Regions from separate parts of the Pan troglodytes genome. Here region 1 is linked to region 2. A link is a contact called in public Hi-C data. All regions are on one chromosome and are shown on one strand. The core of a region is the stretch at or near the end of the contact, and the rest is flanking DNA. Distances in the headings are between cores, read along the strand shown.

What was found. A called contact is a pair of places that touch in the nucleus more often than the background predicts.
Region 1: a Hi-C map of stem cell-derived neural progenitor cells shows a contact between it and region 2, with 10 times the contacts expected there. The contact joins the promoter of GPC1 here to the enhancer-like site in region 2. A contact is called at or near these places in 5 of 7 Hi-C or Micro-C datasets (blood, induced pluripotent stem cells, a lymphoblastoid cell line and 1 more), 1 of 1 datasets of contacts at active chromatin or transcription factors (stem cell-derived excitatory neurons) and 1 of 1 other capture datasets (stem cell-derived neural stem cells).

What each region holds. Positions count from the first base shown.
Region 1 is chr13:142,701,923-142,706,772 of NHGRI_mPanTro3-v2.0_pri, forward strand. It overlaps GPC1 (glypican 1), which reads left to right and starts at 1,612. Exons shown (of 9, transcript XM_016950880.3): 1 at 1,612-2,084. The coding sequence starts at 1,919.
Region 2 is chr13:142,497,298-142,502,275 of NHGRI_mPanTro3-v2.0_pri, forward strand. No RefSeq gene overlaps it. Among named protein-coding and RNA genes, the nearest start is that of OTOS, 92 kb to the left of the region's middle. Within about 2 kb of position 1,459, at least 5 of the 24 cell types and tissues checked have an H3K27ac peak or open chromatin away from gene starts, as enhancers often do. A contact at or near this core is called in induced pluripotent stem cells, stem cell-derived neural progenitor cells and stem cell-derived neural stem cells, where this site is marked.

The sequences.
Region 1 (4,850 bases), core at 362-2,861, 200 kb after region 2:
TGCGTGAGACCACACAGAGAGAGCGGGATCGTGGGCCCAGGCTCCTGACCGTGCTGGATAAGGTGTGCAGGCAGCCACGCCAGGCCCAGGCAAGAAGGAGCAAGCCCGGAGCATGTACTGAACAGGGGTCTGTGAGTCACAAAATGTGACGCAGCAGAGGGTATGTGGGGGAGGGCAGGGAAATGCACACTTGGATTGGGTCCCCAAAGCCTCCCTCTCCAGCAATGATTCAGTGTCTCTGGGTGAAGGAGCAACCTTCTCTGGGAGGCAGGGCAGGAAACCCCAAGAGCTCAGGGGGAGGGCACCCCACCTTCCTGCTCCAGTCCCACACAGCGGCTGAGAGCCCCAGGCACAGAAGGGGTAGGGAATGTTGCCACCACCCCCACCACAGACCCCGCTGCAGCTTCCAGGTGATGCCACAGGCCCTGAAATCAGGACACCCTTGCTGTACATGGGGGTCATCTTGAGGTTCTCTGCCAAGGATGCTGACCTCTATGCCTGCCCCCAATTCTGCAGCTCAGGCATCTGGCTTCACCACCAGGCCTTACCATGTGGAGAACAGGGGGCCGGGGTGGGGGGTCTGGGAGCCAAGGAAGGAGTGAAGCCCTCCAGACACCAACATCGCAGTCCTCGCCCCCTCCCTACAGACCCCATCCAGGCCAACTCCCCATGTGCAGCTAAAGCCACGCGCCCTCCTACCAGACAAGGTGCAGGCAGCCCTCCCGCCTTCTTCAAAGAGGCATCTGCTCCGGGCCACTCCACCCTCCTCCCCCAGTGGCCTAACTAGTCGCCGGGTTCCAACCCTATCCCTTCTCCAGAGGTCATCTGGCCCCACCCAGCAGCCCAAACCAGTAGACCGGCCCTGCCCCATCACTTTGGTTTCTCCAGCATCCAAAGAACGTGGAGGGTCACCCCCCAAAACAGCTGTCAAGGTCCAACAATTAAGCCATCTGTTGCCGCTCCCTGGGACTGGGAGAGGTGAGGTCGAGTTTCTTGGCCAGTTTCCTGCGTGCAGCCCCCACACCACAAAAGCCCCCGGTGCGAGCCGGAGCCCAGCGCGAGACGGCTGGAAGGGCGCGGGGAGGGAGCCGCTGCGGGGTGCAGGCGGGGAGAGGGGCGGCGGCTCGAGGCGCGGCCGGCGGGCGGAGGGTACGGAGGCGCCGGGAGAGCGTTCTCGGGGCGCGCTGCCAGGGTGCAGGATGCCGGAGCGCGCGGGAGGGAGCGGGGAGCGGGATGCCGATTTCGGCTGGGGGCGGGGAAGCCCCTGATTGGGGCGCGGGAGGCGTGATGTCACGTCCGGCGGGGGAAGCCCTGCCTCGCGCACCCTCCGCCCCCGTTCCCGCCCCCACAGGTGGTGCCACCGCCCAGGGCGCTGGGCGTTGGGGGCCGCCCTCGGGGACCCCGGCCGCGGCCCCGCGCTGCCCGGCTTCGCCGCCTCCCGCCGGGGATCGATAGAGTCGCGCGGCCAGGCGGGCCCTCTGGGTCCCTAAGAGCCAGAGGAGCGCCCAGTGCGCCCCGGCCCGCGCCCCCGCGCCGCGCCCCGCCGCGCCCCGCCCCGCCCGGTGCTCCCAGTCCCTCCCCCACCCCTGCGCTCCCACCCTGCCCCGCCCCTCTCGTCTCCCGCGGCCGCCTAGGGGCCGGGCCGGCGGCGGGGGAGGCGCCGAGCCGGGACTGCGCTAGCCCGCCGCGCTCTGGGCTGCCCGAGCGAGCGTTCGGACCTCGCACCCCGCGCGCCCCGCGCCGCCGCCGCCGCCGGCTTTTGTTGTCTCCGCCTCCTCGGCCGCCGCCGCCGCCTCTGGACCGCGAGCCGCGCGCGCCGGGACCTTGGCTCTGCCCTTCGCGGGCGGGAACTGCGCAGGACCCGGCCAGGATCCGAGAGAGGCGCGGGCGGGTGGCCGGGGGCGCCGCCGGCCCCGCCATGGAGCTCCGGGCCCGAGGCTGGTGGCTGCTATGTGCGGCCGCAGCGCTGGTCGCCTGCGCCCGCGGGGACCCGGCCAGCAAGAGCCGGAGCTGCGGCGAGGTCCGCCAGATCTACGGAGCCAAGGGCTTCAGCCTGAGCGACGTGCCCCAGGCGGAGATCTCGGGTGAGTGAGGGTGCGGCGCCGGGAACCCGGGCCTGGCCGGGCTTTGGGTTCCGGACCCTGGTCTTCCCGACGCGGCTACTCGCCCCCGGCGCGGGATCCTGCCGCCTGCGCCCCGCCGCCCGGGCCCCGAGTGGCTCCCTGCGCTGCGGCTCCTCTGCAACCCCACGGCCCTCGCCTCCAAGCCCCGCGCCGCACTCCCTCGCCAGGGTCTCCTCCGCTCCGCTCGGTCGTCCTCCACCCCTCCCCGCCCCCCGCACGCCGGCTTCTTCCCTGCGGAGCTGATCTCGCCGGGCTGCGGGCTCGGGGCGCTCCTCCCGGGCCACGGCTGGAGCTGGGCGTCTTCTGCCCGCCGCTCGGCCCAGCGCGCCTGCAGGCCGGGAGTCCCAGCCCCGGGGCCGGCTGTCGGGGCGCTGTGGGGCTCGGCGTGGCCGGGCTTTCGGGGCGCCGCTGACGGTGGCCGCGGACCCCTTCTGCTCTGTACAGACCTCTCTGGGAGGCGTCTCCGGTCCTGCCCGGGGATTCTCGTAGGGTCTCCAGCAAAGGCAGCCTAGGTGGGTTTTATAAGCTGACCCCCTCGGGGGGTAGTGCGGAGGTATGGGGAGGGAGCTGGGCACTTATCCGCGGGCGGAACGCCGCCGCCTCGCAGAGATTCCTGTCGAAGAACTTGTACGCGCCGGCCCCCGCCTGGCGCTTGGGCAGCCTCGTGCCGCGAGTCCAGCTGCAGGTGGTCGGCGCGTTGGATCCCGCCCAGGGGCCGTGTCATTTCTTTGTAAGAACAGCGGCCCTCTTGGCGCCCCCTAAGCCCTGCAGCCGCCTGCGGCTCTGCCTCTTCCCTCCCTGTGGTCCCGGAGGAGCTTTGGGGACAGAAGTGTACGGGTGGGTGGAACGGTGGGCTCCGTGTGCTAAGGAACTCTTGGAACCCAAGCTTCACCTTTCCACGTGTGGGGACCAACCTCGGTCTGTACCGCGTGCCAGGGACCCAGTGGGCAAGAACAAAACAGACTAGGTTCCTGCTCTGGGGGGCTTCTCTGAAACCAGGGGAGTGGGAGTGCCGGTGGAGGGCTACTCAGATGGGGACTCAGCGCAGAAATGCCCATGGTCCTGGGGATTCTGAGCAAGAAGGATCCGTGCATCTGGGTGAGGGGGGTCTGTGGCCATGCCTTGCCGCGGGGGGCGGAGTGGTGGGAGGAGGCAGTCGGGCTCTGGACCCCTGCCCCTCCAGGAGGAACAGAACCCACAGACAGCCCCTTGCCCTTGGTGGATCTCCCGATGCCCCCAGCCTGAGGTTCTTGTAAGGGCCCCCTGACCGCCCCCCCCAGAAGGAACAGAACCCGCAGACAGTCCCTTGGCGGATCTCCCGATGCCCTCCCCACCAGCCTGAGGTTCTTGCAAGGACCCCTCCAAAGTCCCCAGGACAGGCCTTCCTGTGCCTCTGCAGAGGCAACCCTGTCATTTCCAGGCTGCCTCCCGCACCCCACTGGGCTCTGTCTGTCCCAGGTAGGGGGCACACCTGGATGCCAGGCAGCACAAGGCCCTCGGCACAGTTGGGTTCGTTCTCTGCCCCTCTACTCACACATAAAGAGGCATCCCTGGCCTTCCTGGTGAATCCCTCCCCAGGCACCAGGGTAGCAGAGTGGCTGAGTGGCTGCCCCTCCCAGCCCAGAGTCTTGAACCCTGCTCCTTTGAAAACCATTAGCCCCCAGCCCTTCTTAGCACCTCCATGTCCTCTGGGCAGTTGCGTCCTTAGGAGCCAACCTAACCTTCCTTGCATCCACAGGCCACTGTTGCCAGTTAGAGAGACAGAGTGGCAGAGTTTGGCCATCTCCCAAGGGTGAGAAGAGAGGGCAGGACAAGATGGAGAAGTTGATGTGGGGCTGGGCCAGAGAGTCTGGGTCTTGCTGCTCTTGGGTTGGGGAATGCTGCGGTGGGTTAGGGACCCAGAACAGGCAGATTGTGTTGGTTTCTCTGTGTCTGATGGGGCAGGAGATGCTGTCCACCCCGCGTGGGGAGTATGAACGCCCTGCAGCTGTCTAACCACGGTGCCAGCCATGGGCCAGTGCCTGCTGCCAGGGCTCGGGGTGCCACCCTCCTCCAGACTTGCAAGGCCAGGACTGCACTGGGCAGGATTACTGCCTCTTCAGTCGGTGCCCCTCCGACAGAAGCCTCTCTCCCTGCACCCCCTATGGCTGCAGAAGTGGGGAGTAACCTTCGGGACCCATAGGGTACAGAAGACAGTGTGGGAGCCACATGGGCTGAGGGAAACAGGGTGACTCCCTCGGGTCGCAGCAGTCCTGGGGCAGCCAAGCCCAGTGTCCCCTCCTGCTTTGTCGGCTGGGCCTGGGCTCCGCGGAACGGGCGCCCTCTGGTGGCCCCTGGGCGGCAGATCCTCCCAGGAGCCCTGGACCCTCTGTGGCCTAGTGGGCGCCATTCTCAGTCCCCTCTCTCCTGCATCCAGACTTCTCCAGGGGGACCTCCTCAGAGGGGATGCGAACCCCCTGGGGTTGGGCACCTCGCTGGCCCAGAGCAGGTGGGGTAGAGATCTGATACTTCCTCGTGGGAAGGAGAGCAGTTGGCCCTGGGTGTGTGCCGGGCCTTCCCAGCCTCTGCCCCAGGGACCAGAAACGGCAGTGGGTGACAGGAGACTTAGCTCATGAAAGAGGGCAGTGTCGGGACATATTGGGCTCCCTTTTGAGACTTCCTTTGTCCTCTGGACAGCCAGGCCAGGCTGCAGTGACAGCAGTGGTGATCCCATTTTATGGGCAAGGA
Region 2 (4,978 bases), core at 209-2,708:
TGTCTGGTCCTTGGAGGCTCCATGTGACCTAATTACACGCTGCCTTCCAAGCCTGATTGAGAGCAGAGGTGGTCAGGATGCTCAAAGCCCCTCCCAGACATTCTGTCCAGCCAGCAGGAGACCCACCAGTCCCCGCCCACCTATGCAGATGAGTGGCACTGTGCCACTTGCTCAGATGGAGCAGTCAGTAAGTAGCCAAGGGCATCTGGGTTGCAGACCTCAGTTTGAAGAAAAAGGGAACCAGGCGTTCATCCAACATCACCCAGTACTGAAGACGCACCTTCCCTGTGCCAGGCACGGCCCTGGAGCTGAGCACGTCACTGACCAAAACAGACCAACAGTACCACCCTGGAGGGACTCATCTGTCTCCCAGGGAGTCGGGTTTGTTGGGGCCAGGAACCAGCCACCTTTGGGACACTCCAGTGGCCAAGCCTAGAACCCTCTCTCAGGTGCCACCTGCCTGGGGACTGCGCAACAGTGCTGAGTGAAGGTGAAGCTTGGGAAGCCTCTCCCACAGGTGAGGCTATGTTGTTCTGCAAATCTACAAAGACAGATGACCAGGAGGGACCGCGGCAGGCAGCGCCTTCAGGCTGGGCGCAGACCCTTGAGTGTGAGCAGCAGGGAATCGACGGGAACAGACTGGGAGAAGGGCCCTGCACGCCCGCAGCTCTGTCCTGCACCTTCTGTTCAGAGATCACTTCTCATCAGGAGGCTGCGAAGGGAACTTGTGCTCCAGCTAAGGGTGGTCCCACAGGGTGACCTTGTCTGTCCTGAAACGGAAGCCGTTGTACTAGACTGGGTGCCACAGAATTTAACGTATACCCAATGGCCATACCCAGGCCTGCAGGTTTATGTCCCCGTGACTTTCAATATGCCCAGCTTGTCCTAGCTGCTTCACTAGGAAGTCCTGAGCCTCCGACGGGACACTTTCTGGGAGAATCACAGAGGCGTGTCTCTAGCGAGCGGCTTCCACTCTTTCTTCCAGACAGCCCGATTTCCCCACATGCACCTGGGCCTTGAGAACCGTCCCTGGAGGAGCATCCGACACCAGCAGGCCCAGGAGAACCACATCAGTCCCTCTCTTTGGGCAGCACCCCTCTCCCTGCTGGGCTGGACTTAGCCCTCGTGGCACAGCGGGCAATTCTGAGTCAAAGCCAAAATGCCAGCTCCCAGCCTCCTAGGAAGGACGGGTCTGTGCGGAAGGCTCTTCGGCCGGCTCTGCCCCCAGGGCTCCCAGCAGCGGGCTCCCGAGGCCTGGCTTCTCCCGGAGGAGACCCCAGCTTCTCCAGCGTTCTTACATTTCTGTATTTCAGACCCAAATAGACCTTGTTCCAGGTTCTCAGTGTCCTCCCCAGGGTGGGGCTGGTGGAGGCCTCCAGGTCCTGGGGTGTGTGTGGGCTGCTGGAGGGCAGGCCCGAGACCCAAAGGCGCGTCTCCCTCACCCGCCTCGCCGACACCAGGGGGCGCTGGAGCTCAGCAAAGGGCCCGGAGGCCGCTCTGAAACTCAGGCCTTAAAATACAGGCAGGATCAGCCTCTGGAGCCCTCCCTGCCGGCCGGGCCCGCCCGGCGCCCAGTCAGCGTGCTGCCGGGCCTGTGCCCCTGACGGACCTGGCACAAGGGGGCACCCAGGGGTCTGCAGCCGGATGATGCGAGCTCAGGCCTCCCCCACCTGGGGTGAGACGCCCCCATCCCATCAGCGCACCCCTGCAGCAGGGAAGCATAAGCCTGGCTGCGGCCCCGCCCACAGCACCTCTCTGGTCCAGCCCCGCCCACAGCACCTCTCTGGTCCAGCCCCGCCCACAGCACCTCCACCTCCAGCCCCGCCCACGGCGCCTCCCTTCTCCGGCCCCGACCACAGCACCTCCCCCACTTCAACCCCACCCACAGCACCTCCCTCCTCCCCGGCTGCAGCTCCCCCCTCAAGCCCCGCTCACAGCACCTCCCCACAGCCCTGCCCACAACACCTCCCCCTCCAGCCCCACCCACAGCACCTCCCCCTCAGACCCCGCCCACAGCACCTCCCGCCTCCAGCCCTGCCCATAATACCCCCCTCCTCTGACCCCGCCCACAGTGTCTCCCCACTCCGGCCCACCCACAGTGCCTCCCCCTCCAGCTTCTCCCACAGCACTCCCTCCTCCGACCCTGCCCACAGCATCTACCCCTCCAACCCCGCCTACAGCACCTCCTCAGGCCCCGCCCACAGCACCTCCCTCCTCCGGCCCTGCCCACAGTGCCTCGCCCCTCCCGCCCCATCCACAGTGCCTCTTTCCTCTGGCCCCGCCCACAGCACCCTAATCCTCCAGCCCCACCCACAGTCCCCCCCTCCAACTCCGTGGCTGCAGCCCCGCCCACAGCACCTCCCTCTTCGGGGGGGTGCCGCAGGACCTGGGACGCACCTGATGTTTCTGGGGGGGAAGGGGCACCCTTCTGCAGTTGCATTGGTCGCCTTAACAGTGGGGCACTGTGGTCACAGATCAAGTCCTAAAGGAAAGTAAACCTCTGTTCAGTGGCCAGGGAGGAAACAGGTTGTGAGAAATAACGGAACATTCTTCAGACAGGACACCAATTTGGAGTCTTACACCATCCCAGGTTTTTTGACACGAGGGCTGTCCCCGCGTTGCTCTCCCTGGGCCTGTGGCACCCACTTGCTGGCTAAGGTTAGGACCCACCCTGGGGCGCCTGCCCAGCGGTGACTGTGTCCACAGCACTCTGGGTGGCACCTGCCCAGCTACTTCTGGCTGTGCCTTGGTCACACAGGCATGGTTGGGGCAGAGTGTAGCAGGTGCTGCCTGCACCAGAACTCCCCATGTGCCAGGCTTGGTGCCCACGTGTGCTGGTGAGGCTCTCACCTGGTTCTCAGTGCAGTGGAATACGGGACACACTGTCACAGCCTCAATTTACAGCTGGGGAAGCTGAACCCCAGAGGAGTTTGGTGACCTATCCAAAGTCACACCGTCTGGAAGTGGCTGAGCCATCGTCTACCAATGCCTGTGAGCTTGAGCTCACGTCTCCAAGAGGGTGCGAGCCTGGGTAAGCAGGGACTTGCTCAGCCTCCAAGGAAAACCCACACCTGCAGCAAATGGCTCCAGGTTCAGGCTGGCCCCCGACTCTGTGAAACCACAATGACCAGCCCTGGGATGTTAAGCTCTGGATCGGAAGAGGAGAGGTCAGGAGAGCAAAATCCTGCAAGCCATGAGCCGTGGGAAATGAGTGAGGTGCTGGTTATTATGGAATGTGCCCAGCCTGACGTGATCACAGACAGACACAGGCCTCTGGGGGTGGTGCTCCCAGCTGACCTCTGCAGGATCTCTGCACCCTGAATGGCAGGTCCACGTATCATTGCTCTTGCATGTCCCTCACTACCCCAGGAAATGGCCACCAAATCCCCCAAATCACCCTGGACACCAACACTGAACACAGAATGCTTTTGGATTCCCTAAGGTACAAAGGAAATCTTGGTAACTTCTTTCCCCAGGTTGAAATCTTGGTAACTTCTTTCCCCAGGTTGCCTTAGCTTTCAGGGTTTCCGTGTGCTGTGAGCTCACCTGTGCGTCCTGGCCAGCTGCAGAGCACTGCAAGACCTAAGAGGAGGGAGAACAATGGGCTTGTGGGGCATGGCTGGGCTGCGGCTCTATATGCAGCAGTGAGGAGATTTCATCATGGCCTCGGGCTGCAGACCCTGGCTTCCTGGCATTTCTCATGCACCCTCCTGAGCCCCAGGTGCTGGGTTACATGTCAGTGTGGAGACTACACCCCGTGACCCAGGCACATGCCCTCGAAGGCTGGTTCTTGAGGGCCAGCTTTGGGAGGACAGGTGAGGGCTCAGGGGTGACAGAACACCTGCCTGGGGTTCAACAGGCCACCCCCAGTCCTGGAGCCCCTGCTGCTGTCACCCCACCGGCCCAGGCCAAGGACTGCACTTCTCCTTGCAGTGGACCCCTGCGAGCGTGCTGTGACCCCCTCACAAGGTCACCGTGCCTGTCTGGCCCCAGCTGCAACCTGCCTGGGAGCAGGTCTAAAAACAGCCCCTGCTGCTGGGTGACTGGGCAACTGATCCGGGTTGGGGCGAGGGTGTGGCCGCCACCCGAGGCCGCCCCGTGTCTGGGCGGGTCTCAACTCTTCCTCCGATTCTCCCTCTGTCCCCGAGGAGCTCTCGGTCCCCGAGCCCGGTCAATACCTGAGCCAAGCATTCTTAACCTCCTGTGCACCGAGGCCCCATGGCAGGCAGTGAAAGTTAGGGACCCCTCATCAGAATAATGTTTTTAGGTGCATAAAATAAAATGCATAGAATCGCAAAGGAAACGCATTGCATTGAAATTGTTAGCACAGGTGAGAGCTGAGTTTTCCACAGAGTGAGGTGCAGGCTCTTCTATCAACGCGTCACCTGGGGTGTACTCAGCAGTTTGAGCAGTGCTGGGCACCTCGCTGCCTGGGGATCCTGGCCACAGCTGCAGTGATGGGAAGACACTATGGCTTCTTCTGGAACCGAGTCACCTTCTTCCACGCTCACAATGGAAGGAGTACCATGTCAGCTTAGCTGAGCAATGGGACAGTTTCTCCCCATGCATGCTCAGGGGAGTGGCCACCCGGAACCTTCTCCCTCCAGCTCCCCTCCCTCATCCTTTGGGTGCACTGTGACCCTGAATCAGCTCTGTGGGGTGACTCCCAGCCCAGAACCCTCAGGCCCAGAACCCCCACCACCACGGGTGGTACACAACCAAGCTCCTTGGCCCCCCAAAAAGGTCTATGGGAATTGCCTGTTCCGGGTCTGCCTTCCAGGCTGGCCCTCACTGGCCTGGGACACCCATTGTCCTCCTGTTTGCACCTCTGCTCCTCCTGGGTAGACCGCATCCCTCCTCAGCCAGCATGTCTCTCCTGCCTCCTCCCCCAGTGACCTCCCCACCAGCAGCCATCCCCTCACCCCATCTCCCTAGGGACACCTCTCTCTAGCCATCCATCCCATTCCAGGCCTCATCC